Linked DNA regions of Triticum aestivum: region 1 is linked to region 2. A link is a contact called in public Hi-C data. All regions are on one chromosome and are shown on one strand. The core of a region is the stretch at or near the end of the contact, and the rest is flanking DNA. Distances in the headings are between cores, read along the strand shown. Region 1 holds the start of LOC123088074 (protein FAM9A). Region 2 holds the start of LOC123083066.

Region 1 (6,834 bases), core at 2,765-5,264, 270 kb before region 2:
GGCTGACAACCCTCTCGTGCCAGTTCACCCTCTCCACTCTTCCTGTGAGAGCACGACCCTGGAGCGGTACTGCCGTAATCATCGCCCAATCCTCGAGGTTCACGGTCATCTCCCCACATGGAAGATGAAAGATGTGCGTCTCTGGCCACCACCGGTCGATCAAAGCCATGAGAGCTGAGTGGACAAGCGTCGGCGGCTTACGCTTGAACTGCAGGACGAAACCGAATAGTCGGGCTCTCCTGAAGAACGGTGCGTACTGCTCGTTGTACTCCATCTTAACCGTCGTCTTGTGAGCCCTCATCCGTAGTGGTGGCAGCATATGTGAAAATCAATAACCAAAGCATAATTATCATGAACATAATAGTTAGCAACTTGTTTTCATCAATTCGAAAGATTTGGTTTGAAATGGTAATTACCACTCCATTCTCAATGAAACGGACACGGTGACGCTTGTCGAACCTAGGGTCAAGCATGGTGTACTTCGTGCCGACGTCGTCCGCAAGAGGTGGCCTCCTAAAAGAATTGCATAAGCATATCAAAAGATTTTTCAACATGAACTAGAGTTCAACATTAACTACGAAACACATCGATGCATAACAAAAATTAATCACATCCAACAACATCCAACATGCATAATCTCATATATCAAGATGAACCTATGAGTTCAATCTTTGAATAATCATATATCAAGATTATTATGAACATGAACTAAATACAATACATATATCAAGAGCTAAATAAAATACTTTTATGAAGATGCAATCACCATGGTTCAAATGCATCATAACACATATTTCTCCAACAACATCCAACATGCAAAATCTCATTTTTTTGTTAAAAAACAAAAAAAAAAGAACTAGGGTTCATCTTGAGGATTCGTACACTACATATAACAAATATATCAAATATTCATCTCAAATATTCATCATACACTACATCCAATACTTGCATCATAGCATAGGAACATGCATCATCCATCATATAAAAAAAACATTCAAATCAATTATGAACTAGGGTTCATCTTAACACAACCATACCAACTATTCAATATAGTTCATATCTAACACAATATAACATCTAGAATCAACCTAAATCAATCCTAGGGTTATTTTTTTTTCAAATAGGAGAGATTTGAATCGAATAATGCGATGAATCGAAATGTGTTTGATTAAAACTTATTGGAGGGATTGAAAGAGCTTACTTTTCTTTCTTCGGGGCCATCTCGATCCGCAAAATCCGTCAACAAACGAAGAAGATCGGAGGGGGGGAGTGGAGGGGATGAGAGAAGGCGAGTTGGAGCAACTGCTCTGTTCTTTGTGGTGGGGGGCGGCTGGGTGGGGTGGGGGGGGGGGAGAAGGGGGTGGGGGCGGCCGGCCCCACGGTTTATATATGCCCACACCCTACCGCCAGAGACTCCGGCGGTAGGTTCAGACATCCTACCGCCGGGTGGAGCGACGATAGGGTGTGACGGAGGGGGCACGGAGGCCGTTATCGTTGCTGACGTGGACAAGTTTGCTACCGCCGCAGGTCTCGGCGGTAGGCTGTATGATCCTACCGCCGTGCCTCGTGGCAGTAGGGAAAAGGGTCAGATCTCGAAATGTTTTCAAACTGGGGTCAGATCTCGATTTTGTTTGATAAAAGGGTCAAAACACAAAATTTTGCCACAGACGGACATTGCTGAAAGACAAAGACCAACAGACGTACGTACTTACCGTGCGAGGCTCTCGGAGCAGAGGTCTGCTTCACGAGGAAGTACCCTGTCCCTGTGTGTGTGATATGTTGGGCAAGAAAGGAGGTACCGGAGAGCATATGAATAAGCTTTGTGAAGCAATACCTAGAGGAACACATGCCGTCAGAACTAGGTGTGCTGCTAATAGAAGCAAACCAATCATAGATGTAGGGCACTATGTGATTGCAGTTGACAAGCATAGCATTGCCTGCCACGCCCAGGCTGCAATTAATTTACATCTCTACTACTTCCATTTCAAAACCCGGCAGAAAAAGGTTGACTTAACTGACAACTTGAGCCTCAACCGCCCAGGTTCCCATTCTAGTTAGCAAAAAAACCTACAGTCCCTGGAACAATAAGTTCCTACCATAGATGATAAACAAGAACACATTGCCGCACAAACAAATCACAGAAAAACTGTCGGACGAGGCCGACCACCAGATCAAACTACATGGGGAATCCACAATAATCATCAGAGAGTATCAAAAGGACACTGGAACGCGACCATACCTGCAGAGACATACGAAGTGGACACCAACAGGTGCCTCTCAACAATGCCTGCGCCATGATCCTGAAATGGGGAACATACCGGCCGCGACCCTTGGCTGTGTTTCCATGTGCTCGAGAACACGAGCATTCTGCAAGATAAAGTACGCTCCCACCGTCGTCAAAGTTCAGATATACCATCTGCATTTCATGAAGAACTCCGTTATTGGCATTTGGCTGCCTAGAGAAGACAGTTAAGTGGACAAGTCAGATGCCTCAGATGCATAAACATGCCATGTCGTCTTGTTGTCAGCTACTGCAACTGAAACATAACAAGGAAAAATAACATGACATCAAAATCCAATTTCAAGAACTATAATGTACGCAAACAAGAATGAATGAATAAATTAATAAACACCAGTTAACCTGTTCATATCCATGTATATAAGCTTGCACATGTAGTATCTTCACTGGAAAAATACTTGGAACTAAAGCGAATACATGGGCCAGTCCTTTGCTGCCTTTAAACAATATTATTGTAGCCTTATCTAATTTCGAGCAACCATGAAGTACTATAGGGATCCATTGTCCTTCGTACACAAAATGGGCAAGAGCAGCATGAAACTCAACTCAACCATCTTGACATTCATTCCATGAATTAGTAAATGTTGAAGTTTGTCAAGTTGGTGTGATATACTTAAATTAGTCCTGCTGGGTACTGTAAACCCACATGTATATATACCTGGGTATGGCTTTATAGAAACAGCAGCGAGAAACAAAGAATGCACACAAGAGCTGCCTTGTACACCCAAGGCCTCAAGAGGAAAGTGGTGAACTTCTTCGGATGGCGAATAGGTTTTCTCCAGGTCAAAAGCTATGATCCTCGCTTTCCATGAAGCGGCAAAGTAAAATCCACCTGTCAAGATGATCGAAAGTCCTCTTTGTGCAAGCCACACCCGATGCAGAAGTTATCGACCCCTATCCCACTATGCCACTTAGTAATCCAATTTACAGCCTCAGTGAACTTAGCTCGTTTTATTTTCAGAAAACCAAAGATGTGTCGTTCATCAGTGTCTAAATCCAGATCACTGGGGCCATAAAAACACAGATTACAACGGAATGTCCAGAGCATTTTCCAACTTCTCTCCAAACAATGCTTGTCCTCCTCACAGCCTCTTTAAGAGGAAGCAGTGACATCACAGCAGGCTGAAACTCCCACGACAAGGGTCAAGGAAGGGCCTGAATTTTTAGTCGGGTTGAATTTTTATCCAAGCTCCCTGCCCGTCCCAGGCAACAAAACCCATAAAACACCCTTTTTTTTTTGCCCCAGAGGTTCAGATCCGTGGAGAACACCACAGGAATCACATCAAGGACTAATTTTGACGCACTGCTTGGATCCTCGGGGTAACAGTGAAATGCTCAAGTAAAGAGTACTTTTTTTTGCCCTGCTGTGATTCAGGGCAGCTACCCCAGGCGAGGAAGGTTCTCCATCCGTGAGGACGGCTCGTCGCCGACCCTGTGCTGGTGCTCTGCTCCGCCGCCTCATCGTCGAAGTAGTGCGCTGCAGGGAGGAAGGAGCGGCGGGTTAAGGGGGGAAAGGGATCCGCAACCGATCGATCTACTCAGGAATGTCTACACTGCTGCTTACTGGCTTCGCCAGAGTATGAGGGGGAGGGGGAGGAAGAGGAGCGGCTACTTCGCCGTCGTCTTCTCCGGTCTCGGCCATCGCTGCTGGAAGATCGTCGGAGCTCCGGCCAAGGCGCCTGGAGGCTGGAGCGATAGGAAAACAGAGGAGAAGAAATGAGACGAGAGAGAGACGGCTGCTCTTAGATGGGCTGGGCTCATTCTCCAGCCCAGCTTCATGGGCCGAGACCCACGGGTTCTTCTGGTGTGTCTCTGGCCGAGGCGGTCGCTGCAGCGTTGCTTGCCATACATTAGTCCCACCTCGGAAGTTCACGGCGCGCGGAACCGGTTTATAAGGCGAGGCGCTGCATCTTGTAGCACGACCTTACTTGAACAGGATCTGTTCTATAGGCTCGTACCGCTGCATCCTTTACCAATAAGGAGGCAAGCACTTCAGTCTGGTTGATGAATTCTGACCACTGGGCCAGAGCGTGATTAACGGCTCAGATTCACCTGATGGGTGCATCTACGGCTGTAGAGGATCGTTCCTGCCTGGCTCACACCTGTGCAGGGTGGCCCAGTGGTTGTCTGACAGACACAAAAATTCATTTTTTATTTTTTACTTTGCTGCAGAATTTTTCACCATTGTACTTCTTCCAGACTTGGGCCGTCTGACAGACACAGTGAAAATGCAACCCTTTTCTTCTTGCTTACAGAGTCATCTTCAAGAAAATAATCTGCAGTTTCATTTTCAAACTTCTTTAACCACATAATCTAACTATTTTTTTCCTCACAGAATCTGAAGCGCCTACAAATAATCTGCAGTTATATTTTAAACTTCTTTAGCCACACAATCTGATTCATTTTTTAGCTTCTTCAACCACAGAATCTATTTCTATTTGTAATCATACAGACAACTGAAATAATCTATGATTCAGTTCATGATATAGCAACAGGAGTCAGTAGAGCCAGACAATATGGTTCACCACTGCTCCTTCTAACATATCAGAGATTTCAAATGTATGTTGAGTGTGAGCGTGATAGTTGCCCCACAACAATAAACCACGTCGAGTTTAACCATCACATTCACAGCATTATCTCTTTGCACGACAGGCTCTCAAGAACCCACCCAACTGGCTTACAGCAACCACCGTCATCAGTATTACTCGTACATGATACCGCGATCAGTGCTTGATCGACGCCAAAGTTTGCTTCAGCGGCACCTGACGGGGACAAACAATAACCTCTTGTAAGTTACAAAAAAGAACCTTTTCGAAAAAAGTTACAAAAAAGAAAAAGAGCCTGCCCAGGCTGCAGTGAGGGCTCCCATGATGTGTTTTACATATGTACTACTCCCAAACCCAGCAGCAAGAGGTTGAATTGACCGACAAGTTGAGCCTGAACCGTTCAAGTTCCAGTTTCAGTTGGCAAATAATCCTACAGTTCGTGGAACAAAAGTTCCTACTATAGGTAGATCAAGCTCATAAACGAGAACACATTGCCGTGATCAGACGACACACAAACAAATCATAGAGGCTCGAGCTAGAGCAAATCATGGGTATCATCTCGGAGGCTGTTTTCGTCTTCCAAGCATATCCTCACTACTTCATGTGCAGAACTAAATCCGCATTCTTGAAAACAAGAGCCGGGGCCGAGCGCCGCTTCGCCATCACCAACTGCTATGCCTCAGGCCCACACGACGCCGTGGAGAGGTACCGTCCGTTCCACGCTCAAGAGGTGAACGGCGAGGCGCGCTTTGCCGGCTATGAGGTCGCCACCACCGACACCCGGCTGGCCGAACGCGGGCGGGCTAACTGCACTCCTTGCAGGCCTAGCCAATAGGGTGACACCCAGTTCTCAAGAACATGTTGGTCACTGACGAGTGCCTAAAGGTAACCGCCTCCTACCACCTTGTAGGTCCTGCGCCTCGTGTCCCGCGAGGGCTTGGGCGCCACCGAACCAGCCGATGACGACGACCGCCGCCGTTTTGCTGGTTGAACGACCTCATCATGGCACGAGCAGATCTCCCTGGCACTTGTCGAGGAAGAGGCGGTCCACATGGTGAGCTCGTTCAACTGGCAAAAACGCCGGCTCCTCGTCGGGAAGCTCATCGTCATGTTCTTCTTCATCCTCGCCCACGATGTACGGGAGGATATGTCTCCGACCATGGCATGGCAGTAGAGACCGGCCTGGGACCTGGAACATGCCAATAATTAGATTATTACTAGTAGCATTTTCTCTATCTTGGCGTTCGGAACTAGAACATCTGTAACAAACGAACGATCATTCCAAGACCAGACAAACACACTTGGGACTTACTTGTGCGAGGTTCTCGGAGCCGAGCTCTACTTCACGAGCTCTGTGTGTGTGTGCGTGTGTGTGTGTTGGGGAGGGAAAGAAGTTGCAAGGGACGCGATATAAAGAGGAGGCGAGTGGGAGGGGAATGCGATTCCGAGGGCATGGGCGGTGTACGCGCCTGTGATCTCCAGCCACTCCTTTCTCCGGTTCCATTCGACATACGGGGACAATCAGTAAGCACAGGGAATACTTTCTCACTCTCTCATCTCCTCCACTCCTTTCAGCAGCCATATGCGTGCGCTCAGGGATCAAAAGCTGAAAGCTAGTCACCACTAAATTTGGTTCTGGTTTCAGACCTTGGGGAAAAAGCAAGAGAGATAAACTGAAAAGAGGAGGAAGACAGAGTCGCATTGGGTGGTGGGTGGGTGGGGATGGATGTAGCTTCAACACCATGTGAAAAGAGAGTCTAGTTCAGAGACCCCCACGCAGGTAGAAGCACTGGCATTTTGCGTTTCAGTCGCGCAATTTAACGGATCTAGATGGACCGAAGCAAATTTAAAGGGAGATTAGACAACAGAAACTTGTGAAAATAGTACACTAATATGACAATTTTCATGGTATGACGGCAGCACTGTATGGATGCAAGTAGACCCAGAGGAAGTTAGATGGTGGCAAAAACACCCATATAGAGGTCAGAT
Region 2 (6,287 bases), core at 1,999-4,498:
GTTGTAATACTACAGTTAATTAATCATGGATGTGAAATTTCGTAGTCTATCTCTCTCAGATTCTGGTGCCGTCCAATTCAAAAGAAAAAGAAAAAGGATTCTAGTGGTACTTACATCTAACCATTCAGTACAACATCCCTTTTGATTGGAATCTATAAATACACTATGCTCCCTAATTTTTAAGGTCTCATATTCAATTGAGGTCTTTAATTTAAAATTGGGTCATCTCAACAGTTTTTGAAGGAGCTATTTTATTAAAAAAATCAATTCATTATGCTCCTTAATTTTAAAGCATCCCATTTGATTGAGGTGTTTAATTTTGGATTTGATTCATAATTTTGAACGGGTCAATGATTTTTAATATCAGTCGCGAGGAGTTGGCCTATAAAACATATCATACCATGCACCCTCTCACCACCTACAAAAAAGAAGTACCAACGCAATATTGTAGCACAATATAGTAGCATTGAATCACACTGCCGGAAGCCGATCAAAACACCACATTATAAATAAAAGGAAACACACTCCCGCACTCGCCAAACCAAATACTCCCTCAGTTCTAAAATATAAGGTGTGTTAGGTTTTTGAAAGTCAAATTTCTTTAACTTTGACCAATTTCAAAGCCAAAAATATTGCCATCAACAATACTAAATGATACTCCCTCCGTCCGAAAATACTTGTCATAGAAATTGATACAAATGAATGTATCTCTATTACTAATGGAGCAGTTGGTGAATAGTCTGCCGGTTATTTTTCGCTGGGTTTTTTCGTCTCACCACTTTCGTTGGTTCTATTTTGCTGGTTTTATTTCGTCTCCCTCCCACTTGCCTTTTCGCTTCACCACCCACATAAACCCATCAGATTAGTTACCATATAAAAAATAAATCACAATCAATCAAGTATTGATGGACCACCCACATAAACCCATCAGATTAGTTACCATATAAAAAATAAATAACAATCAATCAAGTATTGATGGGATATTTCCTTATATTGATGTGATTTTCCCTTTCTTATCATCAATCATCTCTACTGCCTAAAAAAATGCATAGCTTTCCTTTTCCTGCCAACCGACCGCGTCCCGTCTCCCTACGTCCACCCTCGTTGCTCTGCCTCCCGCACGAAAAAAGAACCTCTTGTTTGACCTCCCCCAAACCCCGTTCGATGGAAAAACCCAGCCGCCTGCTTCCCCTCCTCTCGACCGCTCCATACGTCCAGATCGCAGCCCCATCCCCATCCTCCTCTCACGTCACGGCAGCCGATGGACTGCCGCCACCACCCTCCTACTCTCTCGCCGCTGCCGTCCTCCCGCTCGCTCGCTGCCGTCATCGCCACCAATCCCGGCGAAGGCGCCGTTGCTGCTATGTTGCCTCCTTTCCCCATCCAAGCCTGACCATGGCAACGACACCCTCTCATGTGTCCCGCAGTGAGGTTTGGGGAGGCACGACCACAATCCAGTAGGGATCTCACCGCGGATCCGTCCGCTGGGATGGGTGTTGCCTCCGTTGCGAATGGGATCGAAGGGAGGGACTACTTCGTCGTCAAGGTCGGCGAGGCAGCGGCCGATTGGGAGCCCGGTTGTGAACAAGGGAGTTCGTCCCCATGGAGGCGGCGGCCGTGGAGATTGGATGTGAAGCAACCCCACTTGCCGGTGGTGGAGGCTTGCCGTCCATGTGCTCCTTTCTTCTCCCGGTATCTCCATTCCTTGCCTCCCATTACAAAAGCAAGCATGAATGAGAGCAGGGGATGATTTTCATCAATTCATTTCTCATATTTTTAGTTGCTTTTTTGAGATTATACAAGATGCTCCCGATCTGTTTTGTCAAATTACTTGGATCGTCTTATGGAATTGACAGCCATCGTATTTTCACCTCATGTGATTTCTTAATCCTTGTCCCACTAGGCATCCACTACATGTTTGGTAATGACATGATGTTGAGGCGGCTAGGAGAAGCTTAGCAGCCAGATCAAGGGCTATCGAGATGGATCTGGGAGCCAAGCAGTAGTTCTTTTGTTAAATTTTGGTTATTATCTTTTCTATTGTTATAATTGTGGGATGGTTGATTTTGACTCAGTGTAACATTTGCATTTGTTTCACCAGCTTGTTGGCGTAGATGCGTGGCACTGCGGCAACTAATCAAGAGCGAGGGCAGTGCACATCAGAGCTACGCTGAATGTAGCGAGCCAACCACGAATTGGGTATGTTCACACGAGGGATGGGAGAGGAGAGGAACATTAACAATTTTCATGATTTGGATGAAAATTTCAGTTCGTAGTTTCTCCGTACGTGGCAACACACTAGCGGTACTCATGGGCTTAGGATGAAAGTAGCGCCAGCAGAATCAGTAGGTTGAATGGGAAGGCGGCTATTGCCCTTGTCCCTTGGTGCTAGCCTACCGTGGCAGCCTCACTAACTTGCTCATTGCGAATACGAGTTCGTGGGGTCGCAGTTGCTGCAGATTTGTTTTTATCACTTTTTACAATATTTATTGATGTATCCCTAACTCATTGAGTCATTTTTAGCTTTGATTTCCCATATACGCCAGCCTAAATATCCCATGGTCAGAATATTGAACTCTTAAAGTTAATTCCCTCAGTTCTGGTGGCAAATATAATACACATAATCCATATTGTTATGCACTAGCGCGTGTGTGTGAAATAGATGAATTATGGTCCCGTACCCAATAAGATGGATATGTGTGTGTGTTAGAGAGAGGGAGAGGGGGAGAGAGAGTGAGGAAGAGGGAGGGAGAGTGTGTGTGTGTGTGTGAGGATTTGATGGTAAAAAAAATCGCCAATGTCGTAATATTGAACTCTTAAAGTTAATGTGGCCCCGTTGCAACGCACGGACGTTCTTCTAGTTTAGAACTAAAATACATCTAGATACAAATATTACTTGGACAAGTATTTCCGGACGGAGGGAGTATAAAATAAAAAATTCATTTCAGGATGAATCTAATGGTGCCCATTTGATATTATGTATATTAATATATTTCTTTATAAATTTCGTCAAACTTAGAGAGGTTTGCCGTTTCAAAAAACAATATACTTTATATTTTGAAACGGAGGATTCACTCCACACGTGAAATCTGACTGATTTGCTAAAATAGAATTGCTAAGCAATGCGCGTATCTGTAGATATCATGTGCCCAAATTAAAAATGAAATTGATCTGGCTGGCCTGGTAAAGGTCCAATTTTTTTACCGCCACCAACCAACCAAATCAGTAATGTTAATTAGCAACCCCTACAAATTTCTGCTCCAATTTGTACACTGTCCAGCCTGCAGCTAGCAACAAACCTGCTACTAATCTTTATCCCCAAACAAGCGCAATGCCGTCGCCGTCGCCGTCCATGGTGCGCGTGGTGTCATCGCGCACGGTGGCGCCGCCGCCGCGCCCGCGCGAGCGCATCCCGCTAACCTCCTGGGACGCCGCCATGCTGTCCGCCAACTACATCCAGAAGGGCCTCCTCTTCCACAGACCCTCTTCCTCGGCATCCGCCCTCTCCACCGCCGCCGGCGTCGTCGACCACCTCGCCGCGGCCCTCGGCGACGCGCTTGTCTACTACTACCCCGTTGCCGGCCGCTGCGCCACCGAGCAGCACAGGGACGAACTTACCGGCGCCGTCGTTGGCTGCTCCGTCCACATCGACTGCGACGGCCAGGGCGTGGAGGTCGTGCACGCCGTAGCCGACGGCGTGGCCATGGCGGGCATCGTCCCGCCCGACGCCGACGTGCCGCGCGACGTGCTGGCGCAGTTCTTCCAGCTCACCGACGCCGTCAACTACGGCGGCCGCGAGCAGCCGCTGCTCGCCGTCCAGGTGACCGACCTCGCCGACGGGGTGTTCGTCGGGTTCGCCTACAACCACGCGCTCTCCGACGGCACCGCCTTCTGGGACCTCGTCAACAGCTGGGCGGCCCTCGCGCGCGCCAGACTCGGCCTCGCCCCGGCGCCCCCGACGCCGAAGCCCTCGTTCGAGCGCTGGTCGCCGGACGGCGGCGCGGCGGGGCCGGCCGTGCTGCCGTGCGCCGACGTGTCGGAGCTCGTCGAGCGGGCGCCCCCGCTGGCGTTGCGCGAGCGGATGCTGCACTTCTCGGCGGACTCGCTGGCGGCGCTCAAGGAGCGCGCGCGGGAGGAGCTCCTGGCCGCTGGGGACGCAGCCGGCGCCGCCGCCCTGACGCGGTTCCAGGCGCTGTCCTCGCTCTTCTGGCGCTGCATCACCCGTGCGCGGCGGCTGGCGCCGGAGCAGGAGACCGTGTGCCGCGCCTCCATCAACAACCGCGGGCGGCTGCGGCCGGAGCTGCCCAGGGAGTACTTCGGCAACACCATCTACGCCATCGGGACGGAGCCGGCGCGCGCCGCGGACCTCCTCGAGCGCGGGCACGGGTGGGCGACGGCGGCCGTGGGGCGGGCCGTGGCGGCGCACACGGACGCGGCCATCAGGGCGCGCGTGGCGGCGTGGACGGCCAAGCCCATGGTGTACACGCATCGCTTCTTCGACCCGACCGAGACCTTGATGGGCAGCTCGCCGCGGTTTGACATGTACGGCTGCGACTTCGGCTGGGGGAGGCCCGTGGCGGCGCGCAGCGGCCGGGCCAACAAGTTCGACGGCAAGACGTCGCTGTACCCCGGCCGGGAGGGCGGCGGGAGCATCGACGCAGAGCTCACGCTCACGCCGGAGAACATGGCGGCGCTCGAGGAGATTGAGGAGTTATGGGCTGCCGTGACCCCGGACACGCCGGTGCTGGCGCCGGAGAAGAAGCCTTGAATCTTTCGTCCATGTCACCACTCTGTCTGCTACTCTTTTTTTTCTCAGAAAAACTTCCGGATCTGTTCATTTTCTATTCATGGCACTAGCACCAGCAAATAATAAAGAGAGTGCCTAGAACTCATGTAGCTGAGTTATAATATGGTCTCATTCACCTGATGTATGCTGATGTCACATGATAGTTTATTTTTTTTTGAGCAAATGTCACGTGATAGTTGTCCCGGTCCTTTTCCTGGGACCTCCTATGTGCCGCGTTATGCGGCAAACTGGTGAAGCTTCACAGAGGCGTCGAACCAACGGGCTGGTCCAGGTAGCCAACCCCGCAAAGCGAATTTATTTTAGAGAAAACGATTCGCGCTTCGCGTTGGGCTCAAACTCGCAACGCTTACTCGTCTATTCAGGAACCATGCCGCTGGAGTTGAACACCTTTTGTGACAATTTCGCAGCGCAATCATTTAAGTAGCGGGACTAGCATAAAATTCCTAAAAGAGATGGACTCATAAGGTTTCGAACTCAGCACCTCCTGTGGTCAAGAAGTGGTACATAACCACTGCAATACATAATTTTGCTGTTTAAATGTTGCAGCGCCACTTATAATAACTGTAAAAGGAGACAGATCTATTTCTTCTTTTGAGAATTTTGAATGCGTTATTATTTAGGAAAGCGGATATTTATTGAATAAAAAAAATTTCAAAATTGTGAACAAATTAACAAAGTTGGAAATATTAGAAAAGCGAACAATTTGTGGAAGAGTCAAACAATTTTTGATCGATCTTGAACATATTTTAGAAAAGAGGGAAATTTTTGAACAAATTTGAAAACATTAACATTTTTCCAAAACTCGAACATTTTTGGAATAAATGGAACATTTAGTGAAACTCTGAACCAAAATCTAAAAAGCAAACAATTTTTGCATATGTGAACAATTTATGAAACTGTAAACAATATTAGGGAGAGGCAAGCTTTTTATGAATATCATGAACTTTCTTTCAATTTGTGAACAAAATTCGAGAAATCAGGAACTTTTCTGAACTTTTGAACACTTTTGTAAACCCCGAACAAAAATGTAGAACCAATATTTTTTGAATCCTTAACATATTTTCCAATTGTAAACATTTTTAGTACAAGCAAACATTTATTTAACAATGTGAAAAAAAAACTCAAATTTCTTTTTTACTAAAGAGAGCAAATTTTGAAAAAAGTGACCGTTTCTTGAAAATATAGAAGCCCCTTGAACAATTTTGAAACCTAAACATTTTTTGAAATTCCCAAATGATTATTAACCAGTGAACAAAATTTGAAAAACAGGAACAATTTTTGGGATTCAAAAATATTTCAAACCACAAATTTTTTTGGAAAACTCCTGCACCTATTTTGAATTTGTGAACAAATTTCAGAAAACAGGAACATTTTTTGAAAACATGAACTTTTCAAAAAATCCTGAACATATTTGGAACGTATTTTTCAAAATTTGTGAACAAAATTGAAAAAAAAAGGAAATTTCAGAAATTCTGAATTC

The links. A called contact is a pair of places that touch in the nucleus more often than the background predicts.
Region 1: a contact with region 2 is called in a Hi-C map of leaf, with 4 times the contacts expected there. The contact joins the promoter of LOC123088074 here to the promoter of LOC123083066 in region 2. A contact is called at or near these places in 2 of 5 Hi-C or Micro-C datasets (both in leaf).

Annotation. Positions count from the first base shown.
Region 1 is chr4A:677,649,536-677,656,369 of IWGSC CS RefSeq v2.1, reverse strand. LOC123088074 (protein FAM9A) reads right to left here and starts at 4,014. Exons shown (of 9, transcript XM_044510230.1): 1 at 3,864-4,014; 2 at 2,642-3,776; 3 at 2,240-2,537; 4 at 1-513. It overlaps LOC123088073 (alpha-1,2-galactosyltransferase gmh3), which reads right to left. Exons shown (of 7, transcript XM_044510229.1): 7 at 4,747-6,034. LOC123089026 (small nucleolar RNA U3) reads left to right here and starts at 4,218; the gene lies at 4,218-4,436.
Region 2 is chr4A:677,374,747-677,381,033 of IWGSC CS RefSeq v2.1, reverse strand. It overlaps LOC123083066, which reads left to right and starts at 3,248. Exons shown (of 1, transcript XM_044505206.1): 1 at 3,248-4,932. The coding sequence starts at 3,332. The coding sequence ends at 4,768.